Linked DNA regions of Mus musculus: regions 2 and 3 are each linked to region 1. The links are chromatin contacts, called in public HiChIP or PLAC-seq maps. All regions are on one chromosome and are shown on one strand. Each heading gives the region's core, a stretch centred on a gene start, on an enhancer-like site or on the middle of the called end of the contact. The rest is flanking DNA. Distances are from core to core; before and after follow the strand shown. Region 1 has its middle 18 kb from the start of Bhlhe41. Region 2 overlaps Itpr2 (inositol 1,4,5-triphosphate receptor 2). Region 3 overlaps Itpr2 (inositol 1,4,5-triphosphate receptor 2).

Region 1 (3,136 bases), core at 162-2,661:
GTGCAGTCTGAAAGATGTGTAGAAAACACATACAGTGATGTGCAATAATAAAATATGCATTGCTCACATAAATTCCATGAAGCTGATTAATTCTCAGTGAATGGTTTTATTGATTTCTGCTGACCCTGTATCCTTTGCCAGCCTACAGTTGCAATTAATTCATAAATGTAATTCCAACATGAAAGTTGGTTGAGACTTTTGTTTATTTTAGTGATTAAGGTGAAAGTACTACGGAGAAAAGACTTTTTAAAATAACCTTAGTCATTTGTTAAATACAGGAGCAATTAGTAACAACTCTCACACAATGGGAAATGGTTTTTCTGCTTTCTTGTGTGTTACTCACAATGCAAAGTTCCGATGCGACACAGTGCTAAGTACAATCAACATGACACATGATTTCTCTGGCCTAATAACCAAGAAAACCAACCCCTGAAGTTTCTGCCAATTTTCATAGTGTAAATACTTGCAAGAGACTCTCTACCAACAATGTATCAGTGAAAGTGGAGGTGGGGGATTACAGGCAGGGAGGAAGCAGAAGAGACACTTCCTTGGCTTGGTGTGGAATTTACCTGATCGTCATCAGCTACAAGAGTTAGAAACACCTGGAGTGCTGGCTTGTGAAATGCAGGGTATGATATTGAATGGACTTTACAGCACAATTCTCTGATTTGGACAAATGTTGAATGAGGGTAATATTGTCACCTGGAGGCTGAGACTGCGTGAAGATCAGCCTAGGCCTCCAGGCTCTGAGGCAGGAACAACTGAAACCAACAGAACAAAAGAAACCCAAGAGCTCCCAGCAGCTAAACTAGGGGAGCTACACCACCGAGGCCACAGTGATCCTTCTTGTGAGGTGAGAGATGGGCTTTATTCTCTCTCATTGGCCCTGTGGCATTGAGACCCAGGACCTCTGAAATGTAGCTCTCCTCCTGTGTAGTGTCTCAAGCACAGAGGTGTTTCCCCTGTTCTGTAGCAACACAAAGCAGGAGCAGACGGAAGCGAGCCTTATTGACTCCTGACTCTTGAAGACAGACCGGAGCCCAGTAAATATTTGTAGAAAGACTAGATGACCTCACAGAATGGGGCTACTGTTTGTGGTGGAGTAGCTTTTAATTTCTACATGACTAAATTTTTACTCTGTGATCATATATTAATATATTATCAAATTTGAATGGGTATGCTACTAATAGTCTAAATACTCACTAAAACTACGTCTTAGAGCCAGATGTGCTGCTGTGAACCTGGGATCCCATACTTGGAAGGCTGAGGAAGAGGGTCATTCACAGATAATCACTTCTGTAGCACCACACCAAGACACTTTCATCTATCGTTTCAGCTAATGTATACTGGTGTAACTTTTAGTGACCCACCTACTCTCTGTTTCTGTGGAGTTACCCATTTGGATATCTCATGTGCACAGAACCATGTGAGTCATTGCTCTCTACAGTTGAGTTCATTTCCTGTTTTCAGGGTTAATCCTTGCAATAGCATACAATATTTTACTAGTTTTTTTTTTTTTACTGCTAAACCACATTGCATTGCATGACTATGGCACTTTTATTTGCCCACTTAGCAGTTGATAGAATCCAGGGCATGTTCTTTTTTTTTTTTTTTTTCATTTTTTATTAGGTATTTAGCTCATTTACATTTCCAATGCTATATCAAAAGTCCCCCATACCCACCCACCCCCACTCCCCTACCCACCCACTCCCCCTTTTTGGCCCTGGCGTTCCCCTGTACTGGGGCATATAAAGTTTGCGTGTCCAATGGGCCTCTCTTTCCAGTGATGGCCGACTAGGCCATCTTTTGATACATATGCAGCTAGAGTCAAGAGCTCCGGGGTACTGGTTAGTTCATAATGTTGTTCCACCTATAGGGTTGCAGATCCCTTTAGCTCCTTGGGTACTTTCTCTAGCTCCTCCATTGGGAGCCCTGTGATCCATCCATTAGCTGACTGTGAGCATCCACTTCTGTGTTTGCTAGCCAGGGCATGTTCTTTTGAGCGCTCATGAATGACATTCTGAGCACCAGGCATGAGGCTGTGTGCACTTGCTTTCAGTTCTCTAGGATGTGGGCTGGGGCAGATGCTAGTTACATAGTAACTGAGGGACAGACAGCTTTGCGAAAGGGCTTCAGCCCCCACTGCATTCTTGCCAGAAGTGTATGAAGGTTCCGTTTCCACCACATGGTCAGGGAAGTTACCAGCCACAGAAAGGTGTGATGAATGTTAAATCGACTTCTCAGTAAGTGTAAACCTTTTAGGATTTGACCAAAAATTTGTATTCAAAGGCATAGTTTTAGTTACAACCTTATAAATCTAAATGGTTTGTAAGAATAAAACTTCCAAGTGTAAGACTAAAACTTCCAGGCTTTACCATGCAACCAAGAGCACAGAGCAAGGATCTCAGGCTGGAAGGGTTTAACTGTCTTTCTTAGGGTGCTCCTAAAACTTGAAGTAAATTTACAGTACATGTTGTGGGGGTACACTCTTGTTATCCCAGTACTTGGGAGATACAGGCAAAGGGATCAGGTGTTCAGGGCCAGTCTTAGCTACAGGAGACCCATGTCAACAAAAACAAACAAAACAAAGTAACAAGTGGCTGTTGGGGTGGAGGGGGGTGTCTTAATTCTGAAGGTTTCTGGAAGCAGTAATGCTTGAGCACTGGTTCAGTCAAGAAATCTTGTAACAAAAATAAAAAAACAATATGTAGCATAGAGGCTGTGAAGAGACAAAGGCAGGAAGATACTCCAGAAGAGGAATGGAGATGCTCCTTCAAACAGGACATATGTGCTACTGTGTTTCCATATGACCTGACACAGCCAGACAAGCCCTTACTTCTCTCTCTCCCCATTCGACACTGAACTTTTAAGTGTCTCGTGACACTAGAAGAAGCCACTGCATGCTGGTGTCTGTCATATAATTTGCACTCAATATATGTTGTTTGTTAAAGTTAGTATTAAAGTAACAAGTCCCAAAACTTAACATTTTGGAAATAGTATTCGATGTGGAGCATATGTCTAAGTTTTGCTAGCCAGATTGTGGGATATCCAGTTACGTGGTCACTGTGCCTCGATGTAATAGAATAATATTGGGCCCAAGTGGGCACACATAGACACATAGATGCATATACATGTG
Region 2 (3,136 bases), core at 443-2,942, 390 kb after region 1:
CAAGCCTGAGTCCACCACACACATGCAAACATGCATATACACACATGTGCACCAGACACATGCACATGAATATTAGATAAATTAAATCAAAAGCAGACCTCCTGGGACCCGCATCCCAAGGATAATTAATCAGCATTGCCCTAAATTGCAGCCGTGGGTGTGAACCGCTCGCACACTGTTGGTGTGGACCACTTGCACAGACATGTGAAACACTCAATGGTCTGTTTGAAACCCATATCCCATCACCACTAGCAGCCTAACCCTGCCCTGCTACCCTTTGGTCCAGTGGAACGATCATGCCTCCTACAAACATGCATTCTGCTGACAGGAAAGTAAATCACACACGTGTGTCGAATGTCCCGCCTAAGTCAGATCATCTATGAAAGAGCTGATTGTTATAATCTCATTTTGAGTGTGTTAGAAAACAACACGCAGAATCCACATATGTACGATAAGGTTGGAATAAAAATGGGGATTTCAACAAACTCCCATCCGGAGGTTTTAACGAATAAGAGAAAAATAAAAAGACCTTTTGCAAGAGGGAAAAAAATGAACAACATTGGTTTTGTTACAGTTTAAGAGGAACCTACCCAAAATCACAGAACTGAACAGCTAATCCCTGTTGACACAGCAGAGTGGACTGAGTCTGGGCTTCAGGGCCTTTGATTTCTACTCACAGCCATTAGCATCGGTCTGACTGCTGAAATCCTGCAGGCAGGAAGCCAGAGGCGGTCAGGAGAGCTGAGCCCAAGTTGGCTGTATTCTGGGTTCTCTGTGAGGCCCCAGGGAAGATAAATGAACCCTCAGCCTCTCTCCCTACACCGACCGACCGCTGCCTTCCTGCAGACTCCAGATCTCCTTCTGAGAGATGCAATCTGAAGTCTCAGCCATATAATAAGGGTGAATTTCTGACTGGTCCCAATTCCACAACTCTCACAAAGAAAGTAAAATCTGCCCAAAGTTTCTAACTTCAGATAACCTTCTAGGTTATCTGAAGAGCCGGAAAGATGGCCCCACAAGGACAAAGGCCCCAAGGGTCTGGCACCCTCCACGGCCCATGTGGATACCTGCATATGCAGATGCACATACACAAACAAAGATAAAATAAAAATCTTTTAAAAAGAAAAGTCCACTTGAACTCATAATTTAATTTTTTCTCACTAATGTTCCTTAAAATTTGCAAATTTCCTTTTTCCTTCATAGACCACGCATTGGGGGAAAATACTGGTTGCTACCTACACAAATTCCCAAAAATAATGTCCAGTATGTTACTTTTGTAGTAGTAGTAGGAATAGTTGTTGTTGTTGTTGCATTAATTGCTGAATCATCATAAAAATATTTTTAAGTGATGTGGGACAAGTTTTTCTAGTGAGGAGGACTGAGTTGCTTCCCTCCACTTCATTATTTGTCCGTATTACATAATACTTAATTTTCTCTCTTCAGGAGCATAATGAGATACAGACAGACAGACAGCAAATGTCCTTGCTGGAATTAGTGTGCACACTCATCAGTTATGTGCAGCCGATCAACATCTGCTTTCTAGTACAGAGCGGCCAAAGCTTCTCTCACGCAGACTCACGGATCCTTCAGAGCAACTGAATTTCAGGCAATGGCATTGCACAGCACGTGACTTGTCTCCAGTGAAGCACAGCGCCAGACACTGCAGGAGTTACATAACCACAGGCTGCTGCTGGCAGAGCCGCCTCAGTGGCTCAGCCGTCCGTGTCTCCTCCAACCACACCCTGCAGCTCTGATATGCAGTGTACACATGTGTTGTCATGTGCCTGGGGACTTTCTTGGCAGTGAACACAAGACACGGTTTCCTGCCTACCAGTAGGGAGAGGTCTTTTTTAAAAGTGATCACACTGTATACAGATCATATCAGGACAGAAGTCACCACAAGCCACAGCAAAAGCAGGTGTCAAATGTACACTGTACAACTCTCCCCCTGCCCTTTCAAATAAACTTTTAGATTGTGGCTACATTGGGATAATTTATTTAAGATGTTATAGTAAGTATAACCAATTGTCAATCATAAGTGTTTCTCCAAATGTGAGCCCCAAGGAACAACTAACTCCAGACACACATGGTTTGTTCCCAGCGCTTGGACAGAACACGCACTATCATGAGATATCATGAGTATATCTAGTTTCCTGGTGATGCTACTCTGTTAACGCTGAGCTCACATGAGTGTGGTGAATGTGACTGAGCATCTACGCACCCCCAGGCCTTCTCTTATGCTAATGCTGGGCCCTAGTGAAAAAGCACTGAATGCCAAATGGACACCTATCCTTTTCTGTATTCGAATTCTCATTCTAAAAAAAAAGTCTATCTACATACAAAGATCCTGAACCCAGGTATAAAGCAATCAATGTGTGCCTGCTATTTTCAAAAACAAGAGCTTGGCAGGCAACCTGCGATGGTATGAACTTGACACATGAAGAGAAAGCAGAGACTACCCACAAACACACAGAAGAAGTGACAAACATGTGTTTTTCAGGATTCCAAGATGCACCTATGTCTTTATTAAATACCAAAGTAATACCGAAGGAAGCGATTTAATATTACAGTAGCTAAAATTAAACAGGGGAAGAGTTGTTTAAAATAACACCAATGACTAGAATTCTGAATAAAACCTGAACTAGATTTAGGTAGAAACAGTTTTGATCTCACCTGGCTTGAATATTTAAAATTATATAGTGAGAATTCAAAGTATCAATGAGAAGAAATGAAAACATTTATATAATTTAAAGGTTTGTACTCAGCTACTCCAAGAGACATCATTTATGGAACAGTGACGCCTACTGGTAACTTGTGATATTGCATCTCAATTGTAGCCCTGCTCTATGGTCTGCCCACTGACATCTAAGGAGGCAGGGAGGCCATATACACAGGTGTTGAAGTTGGAGCAACCAAAATATGTTATAGACACTCAGAAGTATGTCACAAATAATGCTATTAGTTTGTGCAAATAATTTATGCTTAAAAAATGAATCCAGGCCTGACAAGATAGGCAAGTAAGCCTGGTTCAAACCTAAGCTTAATCCAGCCTCACTCACAAAGTTGTCCTCCTCCACAGCACCCACTATAGTAAGTGATTTTCAAAAGATTTCAATGTAAATATTGCTACCAGGAG
Region 3 (3,136 bases), core at 350-2,849, 300 kb after region 1:
TACTTTTGAAGATCTCAGAAGTAAGAAGTTGGTCCTTTATAAAAGAAAATTCAATGTCAGTCATCTTGGAACTCAGCTTGGTCTCATGATGATTTGTCTGTGGCTTCCTGTCCAGCATGGCTGCTTCTTACTCTAGGCTCTCCCCAACCCTCTGCTTCCTGGGCAGGCTCATTAGACTCCTGCTTCCTACACCCAGGTCCAGATCAAGTCAACATCCATCCATAAATCCACTGGTCATCATTGGTCTTGCGTCTTTCTCATCTCTTGGTCCTTTAACTAGACCTTGAGATCTCTGAGGTAAAACAGCTTTACTAATCTTAGGGTCTCTCAGCCTAGCATTATGCCGACTGCACAGTGGTACCCAACAACACTTGTGAAACTGAGGGAGTTGAAATCACCTTGAAGAACCTTATTTTCCTCAGCAAACATGCTTGTGAGGAAGAAGTACATTCAAAATGTGGGGAGGAAAGAAGAACTCCCTCTAGGTTTAAAAATCTTGTTTATCTTGGGATTAAAAAAAAAAAAAACACTGACTACTTTGCCAGGACAATTCAGTTGGCATGGCCGGAACCATCCCTAGCATAAACAAATTCCACAGAAGCCTAGCAGTTAAAGCTCCAGTAGACGTGGATGGTGTCTCTCAGGGTGGTCATCTGAGCAACATCTCCCCTGAAACATCTTCCTTGAGTCACTGCACACCATCCTCATGATTGAAGGATGTTGTTCTCCAACATGGTAACCCACGTGTGTACGAGACAGTTGAGCCTGAGTTGCTTCCGAGAGCATGGTTGACACCTCACCATTCACTATGTCTGGAGGAGGAAAGCAACCTGCCTCTGCTGGCCCCTTGCCATGATGGCTCGGTGACTCTGAAGCAGATTGTAGTAGGGGTGGACAGTACAGCCCACGTTAACAGACGTCTGTCTGACCTGAATTTGCTGGGTGCTTTCACGATTGCCTTCCCTGGGTATCACTCACGATTGTTGAGTGGTTTCTCTGTTTTACAGTTACTCCTCTCCCCATTGTTACTGCTTAAGAATATCACGGGCAGATTCTTAAAGTACAACGCTCTTGTGTTTTTTCTTCATAGTCACCCCTTGTTTTGAGCATTCATTGAGTATTATGACTAGCCAAACGGTGACATACAATTTCTATCACTCTTCAACTTTCTTAACTGGGACAGTAGCAAAAAGAACATCATCTTTTCCCTATTCATACAGACCCCAGGTTGGTTTTATTCTATGCTTTATAGTATACGACTGTCGATCTTTTTTTTTTCAAAACGTTCTCAGATCTGTCTGCTGAAGTCCTTTCCAGTTGGAGCCTATCGTGTTGTCTGCCCCCATCACTCCAAGGCACTTACTAGGAGAACTTTGATTTACATTCGCCCTGTCTTTACACAGTTTTGAATTAAGCCTAAAGAACAGGTGCTTAGCCTGTTTGAAAAACTCCAGCATCAAGAACTGTCACCAGCACACAGCAGTTTTCTTCTGCACAATGTGGCCACGCATATCTGCCCACTCTGCCCATATATGCAGTGTGTGGTCAAGACTTAGAGGTTGTGGTGACTTTGATCAAGACTTTAACCTTAGTCATAAAGTTGTCATGAGCTGACTCACACAGACTGTAGTCATGTGACTCAGACTCATCATGGGGTTTTATGGTGCCCTATGTGTATGCTCTGCCTTCCCTAAGAAGCACCCACACTCTGGCATCCTAGGACTGAGCCTCCATCTTGCTACTATTATTGACTCAAAAATCTTTTTCAAGAGTGATGTTTACACTTGTTCCCAGTAACCAGGCTCTACATGGCCTAGGGATCTGTGTCTTCCAGCCTCATGTTTGTTATATCTGCTTCTTTTAGGGGCTGAAGGTCTTCACTGGGTTTTCATGGCTCTGTATGTCAAATGAAAGGTTGATATTAGATGATGTCCAGGTCTGTCTCCATCTTAAAGACTGTATTTCTCTTTACTGGGGCTCTGCCATGTAACCTCAGTGGTCTGAGCACAGGAGATAGTAACTGATCATTTTGTGATGGGTTCTTACCCTCAAGATCTGTGATCCTCTGTACTAAGAGCTCATCACCAAAGTAAGACCAGATCAAGGGGAGAGAAAGGCATCCCCACTTCTGCCCACATGATGGATGCATGCATTCGTTGCCGTTCTCCTGCTATGCAGTGACTTGCCTGCTCTACTGTTCACAATTCCCCCATCCCTGCTGTGCACTCAGAAACACAACAAGCTCAACTATGCCAGCTCAAACTGCAGCTAAGATGAAGGCTTTGATGCCCATGGGATCTGACAAAGACTGGAAAACGGTCAGTTGTTCTTGGGCTCCCATCTCTCCTCATTGTCTCCAGTTCCTCTGAGATTTGCTTACATAGCTGTTGCTGTTATGGTACCATCTCTCATGTCTCCCTCAGGATGGCAGTGACAGTATTCACCTTCTAACAACCACTCTTGGTCCAACAGTCAGGAACTGCTAATGCTCTGCTGACAGCATCTCACCAACCCTATGTGCCCCAGGGTCACTCCAAAGCTATTATTTGCTTATTTCTCTCATGTTTGCCTCCCACCCATTCTTCTACCCATTCCAAAGTTACTCTCCAGGTTGTACCTCATACCTGTAACAGATTGTTCTCAAGCAATTTGCTAAACCTGAACAATATTCAAAAACCCCACCCAATTCTTATGGAATTTCATGCTTCACTTCAAATTCCTGTCTTTGCTTTTGTAAAAGCTCATGCACTACCAGATTAATGATACCAATTTCATAGTCAATATCCTTCATTGTCCACCATTTCAGTATATTGTAGGCTGTGTGTTTCTAAGGATGAGATTATTAGTGTTATAAATGTACAGTATTATAGAATCAAAACATGTATTTTGTGGGTATGCTTACTACAAAACACCCAGACAAGACAGAAAGTAAAATATAATTGTGATCCTTTCATCAAAATACTTGCGCATCAGGCTCTCACTTACATAACTGCGATAACGCAGAATAAAGTATGTTTGATCACTCTAATTATGTGGAAGCAACATAATCCCCCCAGTAGTTACACATTCATGAAATTTCTGTAAAACAACATTTCTACTGGCCACGGTTTTCAGTCTACTCTACTTACTACCTCTA

What was found. HiChIP or PLAC-seq counts read pairs in DNA pulled down with a chosen protein or histone mark.
Region 2: a contact with region 1 is called in a FOXA1 HiChIP or PLAC-seq map of pancreatic cancer cells. The contact joins two enhancer-like sites. A contact is called at or near these places in 14 of 39 promoter capture datasets (the 3T3-L1 cell line, 3T3-L1-derived adipocytes, the HPC-7 cell line and 10 more), 2 of 15 datasets of contacts at CTCF or cohesin (the NIH/3T3 cell line and large pre-B cells), 2 of 484 Hi-C or Micro-C datasets (the HPC-7 cell line and bone marrow-derived macrophages) and 1 of 115 datasets of contacts at active chromatin or transcription factors (pancreatic cancer cells).
Region 3: an HNF4G HiChIP or PLAC-seq map of pancreatic cancer cells shows a contact between it and region 1. The contact joins two enhancer-like sites. A contact is called at or near these places in 7 of 39 promoter capture datasets (3T3-L1-derived adipocytes, the C10 cell line, the HPC-7 cell line and 3 more), 1 of 484 Hi-C or Micro-C datasets (bone marrow-derived macrophages) and 2 of 115 datasets of contacts at active chromatin or transcription factors (bone marrow-derived macrophages and pancreatic cancer cells).

What each region holds. Positions count from the first base shown.
Region 1 is chr6:145,881,755-145,884,890 of GRCm38.p6, forward strand. No RefSeq gene overlaps it. Among named protein-coding and RNA genes, the nearest start is that of Bhlhe41, 18 kb to the left of the region's middle. Within about 2 kb of position 1,412, at least 64 of the 459 cell types and tissues checked have an H3K27ac peak or open chromatin away from gene starts, as enhancers often do. A contact at or near this core is called in the HPC-7 cell line, bone marrow-derived macrophages, hematopoietic stem and progenitor cells and 1 more, where this site is marked.
Region 2 is chr6:146,269,634-146,272,769 of GRCm38.p6, forward strand. All of the region lies in intron 37 of Itpr2 (inositol 1,4,5-triphosphate receptor 2), which reads right to left. Among named protein-coding and RNA genes, the nearest start is that of Gm35596, 51 kb to the left of the region's middle. Within about 2 kb of position 1,693, at least 182 of the 459 cell types and tissues checked have an H3K27ac peak or open chromatin away from gene starts, as enhancers often do. A contact at or near this core is called in the HPC-7 cell line, bone marrow-derived macrophages, hematopoietic stem and progenitor cells and 1 more, where this site is marked.
Region 3 is chr6:146,184,157-146,187,292 of GRCm38.p6, forward strand. The region is part of intron 48 of Itpr2 (inositol 1,4,5-triphosphate receptor 2); the gene reads right to left. The region is part of intron 4 of Gm35768 (a long non-coding RNA gene); the gene reads left to right. Among named protein-coding and RNA genes, the nearest start is that of Gm35707, 12 kb to the right of the region's middle. Within about 2 kb of position 1,600, at least 44 of the 459 cell types and tissues checked have an H3K27ac peak or open chromatin away from gene starts, as enhancers often do. A contact at or near this core is called in bone marrow-derived macrophages and pancreatic cancer cells, where this site is marked.